Linked DNA regions of Mus musculus: all the other regions are linked to region 4. Evidence: chromatin contacts called from public HiChIP or PLAC-seq and promoter capture Hi-C data. All regions are on one chromosome and are shown on one strand. The core of a region is the stretch at or near the end of the contact, and the rest is flanking DNA. Distances in the headings are between cores, read along the strand shown.

What was found. HiChIP or PLAC-seq counts read pairs in DNA pulled down with a chosen protein or histone mark. Capture Hi-C pulls out chosen DNA fragments and counts their contacts.
Region 1: an H3K4me3 HiChIP or PLAC-seq map of neural tube shows a contact between it and region 4, with 4 times the contacts expected there. The contact joins the promoter of Isyna1 here to the promoter of Homer3 in region 4. A contact is called at or near these places in 5 of 39 promoter capture datasets (the HPC-7 cell line, cranial neural crest, frontonasal cranial neural crest and 2 more), 2 of 484 Hi-C or Micro-C datasets (embryonic stem cells and uterus), 15 of 115 datasets of contacts at active chromatin or transcription factors (the NIH/3T3 cell line, T-cell acute lymphoblastic leukemia, bone marrow-derived macrophages and 8 more) and 4 of 9 other capture datasets (adipose tissue, embryonic stem cells, liver and 1 more).
Region 2: a promoter capture Hi-C map of pancreatic islet shows a contact between it and region 4. The contact joins the promoter of Gmip here to the promoter of Homer3 in region 4. A contact is called at or near these places in 3 of 39 promoter capture datasets (embryonic stem cells, liver and pre-B cells), 2 of 484 Hi-C or Micro-C datasets (CD8 T cells and embryonic stem cells), 3 of 115 datasets of contacts at active chromatin or transcription factors (embryonic stem cells, memory CD8 T cells and stem cell-derived neural progenitor cells) and 4 of 9 other capture datasets (adipose tissue, embryonic stem cells, liver and 1 more).
Region 3: a contact with region 4 is called in a promoter capture Hi-C map of adipose tissue, with 5 times the contacts expected there. The contact joins the promoter of Cilp2 here to the promoter of Homer3 in region 4. A contact is called at or near these places in 4 of 39 promoter capture datasets (the 3T3-L1 cell line, embryonic stem cells, hippocampal neurons and 1 more), 1 of 484 Hi-C or Micro-C datasets (embryonic stem cells), 3 of 115 datasets of contacts at active chromatin or transcription factors (bone marrow-derived macrophages, large pre-B cells and memory CD8 T cells) and 2 of 9 other capture datasets (adipose tissue and liver).
Region 5: an HNF4G HiChIP or PLAC-seq map of pancreatic cancer cells shows a contact between it and region 4. The contact joins the promoter of Gatad2a here to the promoter of Homer3 in region 4. A contact is called at or near these places in 2 of 39 promoter capture datasets (cranial neural crest and embryonic stem cells), 2 of 115 datasets of contacts at active chromatin or transcription factors (embryonic stem cells and pancreatic cancer cells) and 3 of 9 other capture datasets (adipose tissue, liver and pancreatic islet).
Region 6: a contact with region 4 is called in an HNF4G HiChIP or PLAC-seq map of pancreatic cancer cells. The contact joins the promoter of Gdf15 here to the promoter of Homer3 in region 4. A contact is called at or near these places in 3 of 39 promoter capture datasets (the HPC-7 cell line, cranial neural crest and frontonasal cranial neural crest), 1 of 484 Hi-C or Micro-C datasets (embryonic stem cells), 3 of 115 datasets of contacts at active chromatin or transcription factors (embryonic stem cells and pancreatic cancer cells) and 1 of 9 other capture datasets (pancreatic islet).

What each region holds. Positions count from the first base shown.
Region 1 is chr8:70,593,106-70,595,805 of GRCm38.p6, forward strand. It overlaps Isyna1 (myo-inositol 1-phosphate synthase A1), which reads left to right and starts at 1,376. Exons shown (of 11, transcript NM_023627.1): 1 at 1,376-1,438; 2 at 1,515-1,643; 3 at 1,718-1,879; 4 at 2,034-2,166; 5 at 2,256-2,449; 6 at 2,600-2,700. The coding sequence starts at 1,524.
Region 2 is chr8:69,807,384-69,810,083 of GRCm38.p6, forward strand. It overlaps Gmip (Gem-interacting protein), which reads left to right and starts at 1,304. Exons shown (of 21, transcript NM_198101.1): 1 at 1,304-1,437; 2 at 2,391-2,475. The coding sequence starts at 1,419. It overlaps Atp13a1 (ATPase type 13A1), which reads left to right. Exons shown (of 26, transcript NM_133224.2): 26 at 36-366. The coding sequence ends at 146.
Region 3 is chr8:69,886,000-69,888,699 of GRCm38.p6, forward strand. Cilp2 (cartilage intermediate layer protein 2) reads right to left here and starts at 1,393. Exons shown (of 8, transcript NM_026818.2): 1 at 1,289-1,393; 2 at 435-533; 3 at 1-269. The coding sequence starts at 1,352. Yjefn3 (YjeF N-terminal domain containing 3) reads right to left here. Exons shown (of 6, transcript NM_001353930.2): 6 at 1,789-2,023. The coding sequence ends at 1,818. It overlaps Gm33746 (a long non-coding RNA gene), which reads left to right. Exons shown (of 3, transcript XR_379069.4): 1 at 1-271; 2 at 595-908; 3 at 995-2,385.
Region 4 is chr8:70,281,629-70,284,328 of GRCm38.p6, forward strand. It overlaps Homer3 (homer scaffolding protein 3), which reads left to right and starts at 1,371. Exons shown (of 10, transcript NM_001146153.1): 1 at 1,371-1,472.
Region 5 is chr8:69,973,029-69,975,728 of GRCm38.p6, forward strand. Gatad2a (GATA zinc finger domain containing 2A) reads right to left here and starts at 1,355. Exons shown (of 13, transcript NM_001113346.1): 1 at 1,062-1,355.
Region 6 is chr8:70,630,707-70,633,406 of GRCm38.p6, forward strand. Gdf15 (growth differentiation factor 15) reads right to left here and starts at 1,389. Exons shown (of 2, transcript NM_011819.3): 1 at 627-1,389. The coding sequence starts at 906. Gm34154 (a long non-coding RNA gene) reads left to right here and starts at 1,857. Exons shown (of 2, transcript XR_870495.2): 1 at 1,857-2,149.

The DNA.
Region 1 (2,700 bases), core at 126-2,625, 310 kb after region 4:
ACCTGTCTCTTAGAGCTGTCAGTCCAGCTAGCATCTGAGGCCATGGAGGCCGAGCATGGCCACCATCAGCCCCTGGCTCCAAGCAGAAAGCACAGGCTGGGCATGCGTCAGAGGCAGCATGTTTGTTTTCAAAGGGAAAAGTCAAAGGCAGCCTGTGAGGGAGGGCTGGGGTCAGTAGGACTCCCTTGAGGCCTTGGCCAGACTTCTGACAGTTCTGAGGCAGCTGAGGGGGTGGAAGGAGAGTCAGGCACCCTGTGGGCCGCTGTGTACTCACTACCTAGGAACAGCTTGACCATGCTCTTCCATCGCCTTCCCAGAGCCCAGGGCTAACCCTTGTCCCCACGCACCTCCCAACCAGAGCAGTCTGCTACAGCGACCCCAACCCCACCCTGGTCAAGGATGTCCTCCCGGGAAGGGCCCTTTTGGGGACTCGGCCTTGCTCCCAGCCCCGAGCCCCTTGCAAAATGAATGTCCCAGTGCAGTCTTTCTGCCTCAACCTCCCAAATGCTGAGATGACCGATATTGGCCACCAGACAGTTTCATTACCTAAAAGAGATAAACAATCTGCCATTTCTACTGTGGCACACCACAAGAGGACAGAAAGTGGGCAGCAATCTAAAGCACAACCCATTTCCCCATGGTGCTCCTCAGCCCTTGCATCTGAGACCCTCCCCGGAGCTTTACTTTAGGGGGTGTAGCGGGTTCCGCCTGTAGTTCTCCCATGACAATCTCCCCTTCATACATCAAAACGATCCCCAACAGTCCCCTCCTCTGGGAACCCTGCCTGAGTCTCTTCACCGGGATGAGTTCAGTTGGGCTGGTTCGTGTTAGCAACGGCAAATAAAGTCTTGACACCCACAGAGCGGGCCCCCTCTTATTTTCGTGCAGACATTTCGGACAATCCACCTTTTTGGCACAGCTCCAGCTGTGGAAAGTTTCCGCTAGGAGGAGGCCACTTGTTTTGGAAAGTTCTGGGGGCACCTCCCCCGCCTGCCTGCCGAGTTCCCATGTTCCTTATCACTGTGCCTACCCAGGGGGAGGCCGCGTAGACCTGCCCATTCTGTCTCCTCCTCTGGGCAGGGCCATCAGGCCAGTGATCGCAGCTGGAGGACTGGGAGAGGGCGGGACAGACAGCCGAGCAGCTCTGAGACCCCCCCCCCCCCCAAAAAGCCCCTCGACCAGACATGCCCCACCTCCCTGTCGGTGGCCATCGCTCATTGGCTGCCTGGTGGTACAAGGGTGCGCAGCGAGGTAACGCGCAAGACGCTCGCGCCTGAGACTCCTTCCGGCTACCTGGGTTTAGAGCACCCAGAACCCTGGTCGCAAGTCACGCCCATCAGGGGCGTGGTCGAGGCGTGGCATCGGCGTTTTTCTTCGCTGCCCCAGAGCCCTCGGGCCCACGCTGTCCGCTGCCGCAGTCTGATCCAACTCTGGGCCGGTAAGTACGAACCTATCCTAGGCCGTAAGGTTGGCTCTCGGGTGGTGATTCCGCGCTCACTGGCTCTGGCCCACAGCTCGCCACGATGGAGCCCGCCGCCGAGATCCTCGTGGATAGCCCGGACGTGGTCTACAGCCCCGAAACCATCGAGGCGCGCTACGAGTACCGGACAACGCGCGTCAGCCGCGAGGGCGGCGTGCTGCGGGTGCGCGCGGGGCGCGGGCGGCGGAGGACACTGGGAACCCGAGGTCCCGCGACTCACTCCCAACTCTTCCTTAGGTGCAGCCCAGGGCTACGCGTTTCACCTTCCGCACCGCCCGGCAGGTGCCCCGACTCGGGGTCATGTTGGTCGGCTGGGGCGGGAACAACGGCTCCACGCTCACTGCTGCTGTTCTGGCCAATCGGCTGCGCCTAACCTGGCCCACGCGCACAGGTCGCAAGGTGGGGGCCGTGGCTACTAGGAGAATACGGGGTGGGGGTGTGGCGAGCAGAACTGGGGGAGGGGCGTGGCTTGTTGGACTAGCGCGTCTCAGCAAGCCGGACCCCTCAGCCCCTCAACACCCTGCTCTGCTTGCCGCACCCCCTCCCTTCCCAGGAGGCAAACTATTATGGATCGTTGACCCAGGCGGGCACCGTGAACTTGGGTCTGGATGAGAACGGCCGGGAGGTGTTTGTGCCCTTCAGTGCGCTGCTACCCATGGTGGCCCCCAACGACCTGGTGTTTGATGGTGGGCAAAGCCTCGGGACGGGATGGGGTTAAGTGTGGGAGGGCCCAGGGTACGGGATGGGTCCTGTGTTAAGGGTCCCCGCAACCCAGGCTGGGATATCTCGTCGCTGAACCTGGCCGAGGCCATGCGGCGCGCGCAGGTCCTGGACTGCGGTCTGCAGGAACAGCTGTGGCCCCACATGGAGAGCCTGCGTCCGCGGCCCTCAGTCTACATTCCTGAGTTCATCGCTGCCAACCAGACAGCACGTGCGGACAACCTCATCCCTGGCACACGTGCCCAACAGGTGGGGTCCTCGACCCACTCCCAGGCCTTACTGTCACCTGTTACATGGCCACATGGTCTCTCCCTTTGGCAATAATTCCTATACCCCGGGGCCCAAGCCTCCGGACAACTTAAGACAACCTCCACCTAATCTTCCTCCTTCCTTTCCCAGTTGGAGCAAATCCGAAAGGACATTAGAGATTTCCGATCCAGTGCGGGATTGGATAAGGTCATCGTGCTGTGGACCGCCAATACGGAGCGCTTCTGCGAGGT
Region 2 (2,700 bases), core at 54-2,553, 470 kb before region 4:
CACAGACCCAGCTCAGCCTGCTTCCTTCTTGACAGTTCAAGCTGGTCATCGGCCAGGTCCTGGCCCTGGACTTCTGCCTGGCACTCCTGGCTGACCGTGTCCTACAGTTCTTTTTGGGGACTCCGAAGCTGAGAGTGCCTTCCTGAGAAGATGGTGCTGGTATCCACTGCCTACCCTGGCTGCCACTGAACAGGAAAACCGCCGCTGCCCCAGGAGGGAGCACTGCTCCCATCTCCACAGTGAGGCAGCCCTGCCTTGCTCTTGGAAGACTGAGTTGGGACCCTTGTGGGCATCCGCTGGCCGGGCTAGTAGAAGAGTCCTGGCTAGCACCTTTGGTAAATAAATCGGCGTCTGCAATTTTATAAAGCTTGCTGCCACTTATATCTGTGCCACACAGGGCCCCCTGGGAATTGGAGGGGCCAGGTGGTCACTCAAGGGCCTAGGATTACCACAGGCCCAGAGGAGAGAGACACCCTCTGCGGGCGTTCCTGGACCTAGGACCTCAGGTTTTCTAGTGTCGTGCACATCCTCTCTCTTGTCAGGCGCACTGTCACTGGCCACCGTGGATAGCCTCCTTACATGCATGGAGGTCACAGTGCAAGGTGTTTGTGGCCTTGCCTGCCCTAAAACCACTGACTGCTTTGAAAGGGAGCCGACCACCTCAGGAGCCTCACCCACTTAGACAGTGGTTTGCACTTTTACTTGAAGATTTATTCTCTCTTCATGCTGAACCAGAAAAGAAGACATCAGATCTCATTATAGATGGTTGTGAGTCACCATGTGGTTGTTAGGGATTGAACTCAGGACCTCTGGAAAAACAGACAGTGCTCTTAACTGCTGAGCCATCTCTCCAGCCCTGGTGTGCATCATTAATCTCAGCAGGCAGAGGCAGGGGATCTCTGAGTTGGAGGCTAATCAGTCCCACACACCAAATAAACCAAGCCAGGCCACATAGTGAGACACTTGTCTCCAAAACAACAAAACAAACAAAATAAGCCTGCCCTGGAGATTTGGGGTTTATTGCAGTCCTTCATTGCAGTTCTTCACAGGAGTGCCCTGGATCTAAAAGCCTAGGCGGGGAGTTAAATCTAGTCGCTGGGTGTGGAATGTTCTGGGGCAGACATCCCCGGCTTGCTGGAAGAGTGCTACAGGGACTTAGGGTGCTACAGAAATCTACAGAAGGGACCCCTGGCTCGCTGGGGCTCCTCTACTGGGGTAAACTCTGGAAGCTAGTCAAATGCGATGGCGACTTCCGGGAGGGGCGTGGTCGTCTCGAGGCGTGGCATAGCTGGGGCGGGGCGACACCACTGGGTCGGCAGAGGCAGGAAATCGGGCTGGTCCCGGGCGGCGCGCAGCCCTGTCCCTTTCTCAGCATTGCCGCGCGTTCCCCACCCCACCCCCTGCCCCCGGGCATCGCCATGGACTCAGCGGAGACAGGTACGGGGTGGGGACCGAAGGGGGGGGGCCTCCCACCACCGCTCCTCAGTTCCTAAACCAGAAAACCCAACTTACCCCTGAGCTATCTGACAGCCGGGAAAGGAGTACTGACAGGGGAAGGAACGAGGGGATCCCCGAGCACCTTGGAGACCCCTGAAGCGCACAGTGCTCACGACGCCAGCCTTCAGCCCTCGGATTGCCCGCCAGAGCGGGCACCCCGGATGCCTGGGGGAAGGGGCCCAGGAAGGGGAAGTGGCCGCTTCTGCTTCTGATCGTAGGATGGATGGGGGCAGGGTGTCATGGCCAATATTCCTGCAGGTAGCCCCGAGGCATCAGGCTAGGGGGCGGCGGCAGAATTGTGGCTAGAACTGGGTTATGTTTCCGGCTGTCTTTGTGTATCGAGTGTCATTCAGTCCTGTCCCTCGTGGTTTCAGCGGTACTCGCGTGTGTTTATACCGCAGGCTAAGTGCCTGTGTGTCCCACGTGCTTTTCCATCTGTCTGGCCTGGGGTCCATGTGGCTCCATTGTCAAGCCAGCCCTCTACTCCAGCATTCATATGGCAGCTGCATCTGTTTCCTTCCTTTGCTTATGGGTCCTCCCATGCATGGTGTCCCTGTGGCTGTGAGCAAACGCTTCTCTGAGATTTTACCTGGATCCATCTGTGGAATCAGAAATGACCCCACCGAAGCGCTCTCTCTCTCTCTCTCTCTCTCTCTCTCTCTCTCTCTCTCTCTCTCTCTCTCTCTCTCTCTCTCTCTCTCTCTCTCTCTCTCTCTCTCTCTCTCTCTCTCTGTCCCCCTCCCTCCCCCCTCCTTCTCTCCCCTCTCCGCCCGCCCCCCTTCCCACCTCTGCTTGAGAGTGGTTGTTGAGGTACATTCGGATTGCTTTGCCACTACTAATGGGTGGAGAGAGACACTGGTTGGCTCATGTTTTCTTACACTTCCCTCCCCCAGAGCTAACCCCAGCTCCTGAGGGCAGGAAGAGATACAGTGACATCTTCCAGAGCCTGGACAACCTCGAGATATCATTGGGGAACGTGTGAGTCTGAGCCTGTGTCACCACATTGGGCAGAGCTCCCTAATTATTTGGGTATCATGCTGCCCCACATCCAGACACCCTGACTTCCAACCTCCTGAGCCTAAGACAGGAGCCCCCCCCTCCAAACAACTGGGCCCTCTGGTATTCTAGATACATAGGTATTTGGGGGTCTATCTTAAAGACAGATGATCCTGAGACACACACATGCAACTTCATGATTCCTTT
Region 3 (2,700 bases), core at 143-2,642, 400 kb before region 4:
TGGGCAGCGGAAGCGCACGTGGTAGTTGGAGCAGCGGCGGCCTCGAGGCTGCTCACGATTGAGACACCAAAAGCCACGCTCTGGGTTGGCGTGCACCCTTTCGCCCATTGCAGCTGGTAGCGCCCAGTCGGTGGTGCGCGCCTCCAGTGCCAGTGGTCTCGGGCACACCCGCGCGGGACCATAGTAGAATCGAATGGCGGCCAGGCTCTCGAAGTCGCCATCTCCTCCCGGGTGATCCACGTTGAACCACGACGTCCACTCGCTGGCCTCTGTGAGCATCGCACGCTGAGCCCGGGTCCCACCTCCCTAGTCTCTCCAGCTTGGAGCCTTGAGGCCCAAGGAGCTGTGATGTCCAAGGACTCCTCATTCTCCCTACCCTCCCCACTGACCCCACCAGGCCCAGATCACACAGGCGGGTTGCTGAGGTGACTCACCCTCCCAATCTTCCAGGGCTGGCGAGGGCTGGCCGGTATCTGGCGGCCGTCCCTGAAGACCCCTGGCGGTTGAAGTGTGCTCCTCGGTGGGGGTGGCATCTGTGGGAGTTCGAGGAGGCACAAGATAGGGACCACTGAGACCCCTCTTTTGGTGCAACAGGGGGAACATTGACTACCACATTTCACGGGATATAAAACTGAGGATCTGAGAGGCCAGCTCTAGCCCCGGGGACTGCAGCAGCACCCACTCCAGGAAGCCTTCCCATTACTAGCAGCGGACCCTGAAGCCCTGTCACTCCGCAGATCTGGCGACTCTATGTCCCACTACACCTCTAGGCTCAAATGTTCATCAAACACAAGTCGAGTGTATTAGGCTCTGCCTCTACCCGCAGACCGCTGCAGTCTCTTCCTGGAAGTCCCCTCCTGCCATATACTCTCCCGGGTCTTTCTAGGTGGGACGCAAGGTGCCAACAGGTAAGTCCTTGGTTTCTCTGGCCTTCCATCTTTCCGGGGTGGAATAGGAAGGCAGACAGGTTCAGACAAACCCCTTCTTCCTGGAGCCCCAGCCTTCTGAGAAATAGGACTGTCACCAGCCCCGCGGAGAGACAGCTACGACCCCTTGGCACAGATTTGGAAACCTGATGATTTACAATTCAAAGCCTTGGCCAAGTGGACCTTCCTGGGACGACGATGGAAGAGGTTTCTTTCACCGGCTCTCTGGGACGCTCATGAGGTGCTCCCCCGCCCGCTTCTGTGCCTGCGGCTGTCGTCCTGGTGTGTTTGTTTGTGTGTGTGTGTGTGTGTGTGTGTGTGTGTGTGTGTGTGTGTAGGGGGTGGTTCCCAAGGTATCTCACCTCGCGCTCCCGCTAGGTGTAAGGCGGCAAGGCAGAGATAGAGCAAGGGCAGAGGTGATGCCATCGCCAGGTCCGAACTGCTCTGCGAAGCTCTGAGATCTGACTGTGGCGGGCCTAGCCGCTGCTTGGACCTAAAAGGGCGGAACGGGCCACAAGCCACGCCCCCGCACACCAGACTGGGTCTTCTAAGCCTCCCGCGGTACCTCCGCCCTTAGACTGCCCTTGCCCGGTGTCCTGCGTTCCCCCCTCCTTCTCCAACTGGGTCCCGTGCTGTGTGCCTGGCTCCCTCTGGTCTGAAACTTGAAGCTGCTGGCGCCCTAGGATGCTGGACGTTCTCTATATTGTTAAACTTCGGTCCTAAGTACTGGAGGCCACCCCCCAGCAGGGGTCTGCTCTCCATTCTAAGAAACTCCACGGCGCAGCTCCTCCCCACAAACCCGGAGGGAAGTCTCCTCTCCACCCGCCCACCCCCTGGCCTGGTACACAAAAGAGGCAGGGGAGAGGTGGTGGAGATGTTTATTGGTGCGGTTCACAGTGAGGCCACGCAGTCGGTGCCAGTATATTTTGGCAGGTGCAGGCCAAACTTTCGGCGGACGTCATCAGGCACGAACCTGCCGGCTACAAAGTGGAGACGTCCGGAGAAGCGGCCGGCGCAGCTCTTGGGCGCTGCAAGGGACACCAGCACATCGGGCTGCACCGCGTCCTTTGCGTCTCCGCCAGCCTCCGCATCCCAGCCTGAGGGCGGAAGAGGGGGAGCTGAGGACCTCCGGCCCGGGACCAAGTCTGCTCTGCCTCCCTCCACGCACGCGGGTAGCGGTCAGACCTGCTAACCGCAAACCGCCTCCACCCTCCGACTACACCATTTCCACTGCTAGTCTGCCAAGACCCAGCCTCTGCCTTGAGCCGTGTCTCCTTCCGCAGAGGTTAGGAACCGCGCCTTGCTTAAATCAGACCTTCCTCACCCACCTCGGGTCTGACCTCAGCCTCTCTACCCCACCCTGTACTGTGACCCGAGACCCCCCTCCTTCTAAACTGTGCCCCCACATCCCTATCGTATTTGATTTCCCCCTCCGACCTGAGACATCTTGGTTCTCTGACCCACCTCGTGGTACTTTTGTTAGGACTCTGCCCTCTCCCCAAACCACCAGGAGTTTCGGTTCCACCCAGTCCACGAACCAGCAACCAGGACTTCTCTCCTGCCTCAGGCACTAACCAGAGCCACCGGCTCCTCTCTCTGATTAGAGGCTTCCAACTGCAGAATCCCTCACTTTTCCGGGACCACCTACTGTATCCCCCTAGGACTAGATATGCCTCGGCTTTGGTCGGGGATTGTCCTGGAGCAGTGTAGCTAGGGGACACCCCCACGCAGTCCCCACGAGAGGCTGAGCGCTGTTTGTCCTTAGCAGCTCTGG
Region 4 (2,700 bases), core at 121-2,620:
CAGCCTGGAAGGTCAAGGAGTGACAAACATCCTTGGAAAGGAGCACATTCCTGGGAGGGCGAGGGAGAGAAACTCGCCTGGCCTGAGAATATCTTCACTGAAAGTTAGCCACCTGCTCAGATCCCAGCAGACACCAGAGGGCTTGAGAAGAGAAAAAAATATATATCTGACATAAGAAATGCAAAGCTGAGAACCACAGACTCTGATTCGGACACAGCCATTTGTCCCCAGAACACGGAAACCCTTGCAGAAATTTCTAGAAAAGTGCAGCAAGGGATTTGCCACAGGGCTAGGGACCCACTGGCAGATAGGTGATCCCCTGAAGGATCCTCGGCGGGCTGCTGTGGCTGTGGACAGAGGCAGGACTCAGCCTACAGAGCTGCAGGGAGTTTGTCCATTTCATTGGAAGACAACACTAAGAGGACACTTGGATCCTAAGACTCTGTAACAATAACCTAGTTACTCCCAGAATTTATTTTTGAAAGTCAGGGTCTCACTATGTGGCCCTAGATGGCTTAGAACTCACTATATAGACCAATCTAGCCTAGAATTCACAGAGATTTGCCTGCTTGTTCTTTTCGTGGGAATTAGGATGGAGCCCAGGGCACCACAGACGCTTGACGAGGGCGTTACACACTGATTTGCAGTCCCACCCCCACCTTCGTTTTGGGGAGCTGGGCTCAAGCTGTCTTCATGCTTCAGTTGCTGAGGGTCCAGGAACTTTTTCTTTTCGAAGAAGCCACATGAAGACTCAGGGCCACCCTTGGTAGGAGGCAGGAAAGCGAAGGGTCGTTGTCCACCCATTTTCCGTGTTTCTCCCTATCTCTGGGTCACCAGATCACACTCCAGGACTTCTGCCTCTGTCTTCACACCCTGGCCCGCTACCACCCATCTAACACCCACACTTTTGTCTTCTCAGCCTTCAGCCCATCAGTCCAATGCTCTGCCCCAAGGCCGATCCAGACAGACCCTCCTCTTCCACCCCTCTCCCCACCCCGCTGTCTTTGTCCGCAGTCACCTTCTGTCTCTCTCCGCTGCCCTCCTGGATCCCTCCCCTCTGTCCAGTACTCTGCCTGATCCTAGGCCCCTGCCCTTAATCCCTCTGATCCCAGCCCCAGACTTTATGGGCCCCTCCCCCTCCTTCAAAAGCCACGCCCTCCCCACTTCCTTCAGTTGCCTCCCACTGGGTCCCCCCTTCAGAAGTTCCTCCTCTTGACCTCCTGGTGCCCTCCCCTTCCTCTGCCCTTTCACCCCGCCCAACTCCCCCCTCCATGTCCGCCCTCCTCTTCTTCCCTCTCGGGGTCCCCTCCCTCTTCCCCGCCCTCCGTAGCTGGCCAGCAGGGGGCGCTGGGCAGAGGCGGGGCGGCGCGGGGACTGGCCGCGATGGGACCGGAGGCGGCGCAGACAAAGGCGCGGGCGGCGCGGGGCGCGCGGAGGGCGCGGGCCGGAGGCTGCAGCGACGACGACGCGGGGTGAGCCAGACAGGGGGACCCCAGCTTCCGAGGCACAATCAGGGAGTCGGGGGCGCAGGAAACGCAGACGGTTTCCAAAGTTGCGGACTGTGAGGCGGGGCCCAGGAGCTGCGGGGTGCAGGCTGAGGGGTTGGGATCCTGGGGTGCCGGCTAGGGGGCCGGCTCAGGTGCTGGCTGGGGCGCGGGGCGCGTCTTCACCGGGTTCCTCAGCCGAGGTCCGGGTGTTGGGGACGCCGCATCGCGAGGCTCCGCCACTTAGAAGTTGCGGGTCAGCGGCTCCCGTAGTTGCCCTCACGAGCTGCCCTGGAGGGAGTGGGAACCGGTGCCAAATGGGAAGCCGGCGTGGGGCTCCTGGCAGGGTCCCCGCCGCGCGCGATCGCGGTTCTCCGCCCCGCGCCTCTGCTCCAAGGCGCGTGACTACTCAGTGAGTAACTTTTCCTGATGGTGGCAAGTCCAGGCAGGAGTGGTCCGACCGGAAGGGCCTGGGTTCGGGGACCCCTTTCCCCCAATCTCCGCCAGTTCCATTAGCGTCTCTGACTGGACAACCCCCCTACCCTCCCTCTGTATGGGAACTTAGGTTTCGCAGCTTCCCAAGACAGCTTGGAGGGGCCCTGACCTCAGACCCCGGGTCTTGACCTCCCGCACCCGCAGGACCCTCCTTCTCCTCCAATCTCCTTAGTTGAAATTTGGGGGACTTAGGAGAATGACAGGTGCAAGCGTTCATAGGAGGCTGGGGAGCTCCGTTCTCCCGGTCCTGTTCCCTGTTCACATGGTGGGGACTAGGATGAACCGCTGTGTGCAATGCGTGCTTGTGTGTGTGTGTGTGCCTGTGCGTTGAGACATGGTCCCACTCTGTAGCCCAGGTTGGCTTCAAAGTCTCCTCATTCTCCCCAGTGCTGGTGCCACCATACCAGGCTTTCATTTTTTCCTTTTAAGTAAGCTCCCTGGAGACTCAGACACAGAGTTATCTGGGCTAAGTGGTCCTTTCTCTCTCTCTCCTCTCTCTCTCTCTCTCTCTCTCTCTCTCTCTCTCTCTCTCTCTCTCTCTCTCTCTCTCTCTCTCTCTCTCTCTCTCTCTCTCTCTCCTCTCTCTCTCTCTCCCTCCCTCCCTCCCTCCCTCCCTCCCTTCCTTCCTAGAGTTATTTATTTTATTTATACAAGTACACTGTAGCTGTCTTCAGACACATCAGAACAGGGCATCCAATCCCATTACAGATGGCTATGAGCC
Region 5 (2,700 bases), core at 105-2,604, 310 kb before region 4:
CCGTAACCACCGAATGGTAGGATGAGAAGAACAAGAGGGAGACTCAGGCTCAGTATACAGATTACATCCACAACAGGTATCTATCGCTTTGTGAATGGACACACACATTAACAGGGACGTGGGAGTGCTGCATACTCCAAGAAGATAAAAAGAAGTTAATGCTGTCAAGAAAATGTAAGGCTCAGGAGACTCACCAGGACTTTGTCCTAAAGAATCCAAAGCCACAAGATAAGAGTGAACTACCTGAAGTGAGTCAGGTAGGTAGAACTTGCAGCCTCTGCTAAAACTGCAGGGGCGGGAAGGAAAAACAAAACATTCTGCCATACAGGTCTTAATGAGGGGTCCCCATTCATTTCAGGGTTCCGGAGAGCGCAGTCCGGCTGCGGCTGAGGCCTGCCCAGAAGCCTTTCCTTGTTGAAGTGATCAATTCCGATTCTTGGCATTAATCCCTTTAAAAGGCCAGCTGCTGCTGTCTAGTCACTGATGCCAACCCGTTCCAGGTGGAAGAAAAAAGAAATTATTGGAGCCACATCGTACACCCGGAGGCAAATTTAAAGTGGAGGGCCATGAGGAAAACAGGAACCAAGAGAGGGGGAAGGGTCCCATGGCTCCCCAGGGTCAAGCAGGAAGGGCGCGAGCCCAAGCAGGACGGTGGGGGGGGGGGGGGACCGGCCCTGCAGGCGTGGGCGCGCAGGGACTCTTATTCTGACACGGGATCCTCCGCCGCCTCCGCCGCCGCCGTCGCCGCCGAATTTAACGCCGCCGCCGGGCTCGGACCCCCGACCCTCCCGTGGACTCTCACCCCACGCCACTCGTCCACGTGCTGTGTGCCCGCCGCCCCCCTTGGGGCGGCCTCCCAGCCTGAAAAGCTCAGGAGGGAGTGAGGCGACTCGGCCACTTCCCGGCTCCGGGGACCAGGGACCCCAGCCCCACGTGCGAGGGCGGTGGGGAACTTTCCAGCGGCGCAGGCGAAGCGAACCGCAGCGCAGCAAACCGAATACGACCGCGCTCCCACTTTCCCGCGCCCCCGCCCCGCCTTGCCAAGTTTGCTAGGAACTTACCCGGCCGCGCGCCGACCGGGCCCAGGGGCAGCGCGCGTGTCCACAGGGCTGGGGGCGGGGGGCGCCGGCCGCGCGTGCTCGCTGCGCCTGAGGGGCCGCCCGGGCCCGCGGCGCTCGCTCCGCCGCTCCGCCCGCCCGCGCCGCCGGCCAGATAATGCGCCCCTCGGCCGCACACATGGAGCCCGGCGCCGGCGTCACCGCCCGGGACATGCGCACCAGGTCAGCGCGCCCGGCCCGCGGCCCCCAAAACACCGGGGAGCTCTTAAAGGCGACGCCACCCGCCCGCACCCGGATGGGCGGGGTCGGGAAGGGAGGGGCTCCCTGTGGGCGTGGTCTTATGTGGGCGTGGTTCCCTGGAGGCGAGGCTGGGCGGGCCTACCCGGAAGCACCGCCCTCCCAGCCCCAAAGACTGGCGACGCTGCGCTAAGCGACTGGGTTTCCCACTTGGGCTGCTAAGCGCCCCTCAGCCATGGCCAGCTTAGTGCACAGAGCTCGGCCGCGCCCAGGGCTGACTCACGCTGACCTCGCCCGAGCCCTGCACGGCCACCTCTTGTAACTCTGAGACGCGCCCGGGGCCTCGCAAAGCTTCCTCTCAGGAACTTCGGTGTTGACCTCCAGTGAGAAGGTGCGATCGGCTGAGCGGTCACCCCTCTCCCCCGGACCGCAGACAGTTCAACCTACCCACCAAGCCAATCCACCTGCAGAGAACGAGGTGGACGGCTGTCTCCTTCCAGTAATCCACATCTAGCCTGTGCCTCTGGAGAAGAAGGAATCCCCAAGAAAACAAACCTGCGCCCAACCCTCTCTGGTAACACCAAGGAGACAATAATAGCCAGAAAGGAAGCAAGTTTGGGGAGATTATGAAGCATCTGAAGCCAATTTACAATTTCAACAGGGAAAAGTACAAAGTTCATAGAAAACCTATTCCAGGACAGCGACATGGCTCAGTGGTTTAAAGAGGCTTGCCACCAAACATAATGACCTGAGTTCCATCCGCACAAGTTGTCCTCAGACACAAACACACGCTCATAAATAAAATATGTTAATTTAAAAAACACATCTGGAGTCATGGCTCAGCAATTAAAGGTACTGGCTGCTCTTGCAGAAGACCCAAGCACCCACATGGTGGCTTACAACCTACCATAACTCCGGTTCTAGGGTATTTATGCCTTCTGTCCTCATCATACAGAAACACGTCATAAAGAAATCTTATGAAGACAAAGCCCAGGGCTAAAGAGTTAGCTCAGTGGTTAAGGGCACTTCTTGTTGTGGAAGACCTGGGTTCTATTCCCAGCACCCACATGGAGGCTCTCCTCCTCAGGCAACAAGTACACATGTGGTACACAGATGCACATGCAGGCAAAACACTCATGACACATCAGTTTCTTTTAATATATATATATATAAGGGTTGGAGAGATGGCTCAGTGGTTAAGAGCACCAACTGCTCTTCTGGAGGTCCTGAGTTCAAATCCCAGCAATCACATGGTGGCTCACAACTATCTGTAATGAGATGCCCTCTTCTGGTATGTCTAAAGACAGCTACAGTGTACTCACATATAATAAATAAATCTTTAAAAAAAGAAAAAGAAAGAAAAGGAAATGAAATAAAGAAAATGAAGCCTCAAGGTAGGTGGATG
Region 6 (2,700 bases), core at 139-2,638, 350 kb after region 4:
GCCTTGAACTCAAGGCAATTCTGCTTCAACCCCCGGAGTAGTTAGGATGGCAGACATGCGCCACCACATCCAAGTGTAGCTTTGCAGATCTTTAGGGAGAGCTACAGTTCGCTTGGATTCACACAACCCTAGCGGATTTGTAAGGGGGCGTGACCCAAATCAGCCTGGGCCCGCCCTCAGCCCTGCTGGGTCCCAGAGCTGAGTCCAGTCCCCTGGATCCTCCTCCCTCCCATCCAAGCGACTGTCACTTGTTACTGTAGCAGTCTCTTTACAAGCGATTGCGTCAGATTTCCGATCCAGTTCCCGCAGGTTCTTTCCGTTTGGCTCCCAACCTGGCTCCTGTCCCTCCCTCTTCCCTCCAGGACCCTCTAACCTTCCCCCATGTCCTCCCCAACTCGAGTGCTGTGCATCTCCAGGAGCGACCTTGACCTCTCTGGACATCATTTGTCCAGCTCCGGTCTAGGGACGGTCATCCGTCCTACTCTGGCTGAGCCCGCTGCTGGCAGCTCCAGAGGTCACAGCAGGGGAAACTGAGTCTCGGAAGCTGGGCTGGGCTCGTGGACTTGAGTGTGTTGGTTGGAGCTTGGAGAGGGTGTTCCTGAAGTGGGTCCCTGGTTGCTACTCACCCTCTGGACTGAGTATCCGGACAGCTGGGTCAGGACTTGGTTCTGAGTTCGAGTCCTCTCGGCTCTGGTTGGCATGCAGCCGGCTCAGCAGGTCCTGGAAGCGACCCCGTAGCTCGTCGGCGTTGAGTTGGGACTCAGGGCCGGAGGGTCGCTGTTCAGGCATTGCCAGGGCGTCCCCCTGCGATGGCCATGACAGCAGCAGCAGCAACAGCAGCAGGAACAGCAGGAACCTCAGTTGAGAGCCGCCTGGAGGCTGGGCCTGGAGCGCGGGCGGGGCCATGTCGCTTGTGTCCTGAGTGTGTCTTTGAGTTAAGCCCTCTGCAGCTGCCTTTATACCCACTGGACTCTGTCCGCTCCGCCCCCGTGTGCGATGCCAACTCGGGTGACCAGGCTAATTCGGGCGGGAATCCCAGGGCTCCGCAGGGGGAGGGGGTGGGAGGGAGGGAAACCGCCGGGCTGGGACCTGAGTGAGGGCTGATCGTCCCCACAGAACATGTGATGGAGTCCAGACTGAAGTTCAAGTGGCTTCTTCCTTCCTCTTGGGACCAGGACTCTCTCCCTCTCTCTTTCCTCCTCTCTCCCTCCCTCCTCCCTCCACCCCCATCAAAGGTGAAGCCAAGGAAAACCTAGAAAAGGCAAGTTCAGGCAAGTCACCCCTATGCCTCAGTGTCCCAGGAGTAGACATTACAGCCGTGCCCAAATGGGCTGGGACATAAGGACAAATCAGGGACTGCACCTCTTCGGTGTCCTCTGTGGGACTCCTACCAATCCTTCAAAACCCTGTACGAACAGTTGTCGCTTCAGGAACCAGATTTACCTTTCAGGATGACTGGATGCTCACACGTGCCCTGCCCTGTGCCTGCCTCAGTATCCCCAGACCAGGGGTTCCTCTTGGGAATGGAGGGAAGAGGAAATCTGCTGCGGGCCTCCTTCCAAACAGGAGGCGGCAGGTGGCTGGAGGGGGTGGGCAGTTCGTCTCAGGCTCAGATAGAAGATGGAGGAGGAGGATGAAGGTGCCAGGAGCCCCATCCACGGTCAGCCTGGGCCCTGAAAGGGTAGTGGCTGTAGTTAGGGCCTCTGGGGAAGACAGGAGTGAGCAAGGAGGGGCACCAGGTGTCATCAAGGGCTCCTGCTGGGGTCCCTCCCAGTATTTACATACTGCTGGGTGGCCTCTGACCTGTGGGGTCACTCCAGGTTAATGACTGACTAGGGTTACTCCATGTCCCCCTGTGAAGACAAGGTAGGTGCATGGTAAGTCTTCACCCGCCATCTCCTTTGTCCAAGACCAGGATGACCCCCAGAACCCTCCCCAAACTGATTCCAGACCACTCCTCCTCAGATCCAAGCCCCACCCCTGATGCACTGCCCAGAACTACCTGTTTGCTCCAGGACCCTTTGCCTACGGGGGTGACTCTTAAAGATCAATGTGGAGAGAGGTGGCACCGCCCTTGGGATCGCAGCTGTGGGCAGTTTTGAGGTATCTGCACTCTGTGAGGAGGCACAGCATGGTGGCCACCTGGCCGGTGAGAGTGGGGTTCTGGGATTATGTTCATCTCTGACCGTTTTCCCCCAAATTTAAGTCTCAGAGTTGGATTCTCTGCCCTGGGCGAGCTGCTGATCTCCGAATCATATCCCAGAGGATAATACTGCAGTCTTCTGGTCCCAGGCCAGCCATTGAGCCTCAGTTTCTCTTTCTGTGAAAGGCTGCTGTGGTCTACATCGTCAGGGTAGGGGTACAGCGGGGGCCGGGGGTGCACGCTACAAATTGAGGGACTATCCCGCGGTCCCATGTGACCTTGGACAAGTTTCTCAGCCTCTCTGCGCTGCAGAGCAAAGGCCAAGGATCAGGATACAGCTGTCTTGCTGCGTGAGATGAGAGGTTGAGACAGGACCATCATGGGTCACAGGTGGGGAAACTGAGGCTGGGGACGGCCCAAAGTCTCTTGGGATGCAGATGGCTTCGTAGATATGGAGCTCGGGAGTGGGCCGAGCAGCTGCCCACTCCCACACGGGGAGCCCTGTGCGGTCTGGATGCTGGGACAGGCCTCGATGTTCTCAGCACTTCTGTACCCCA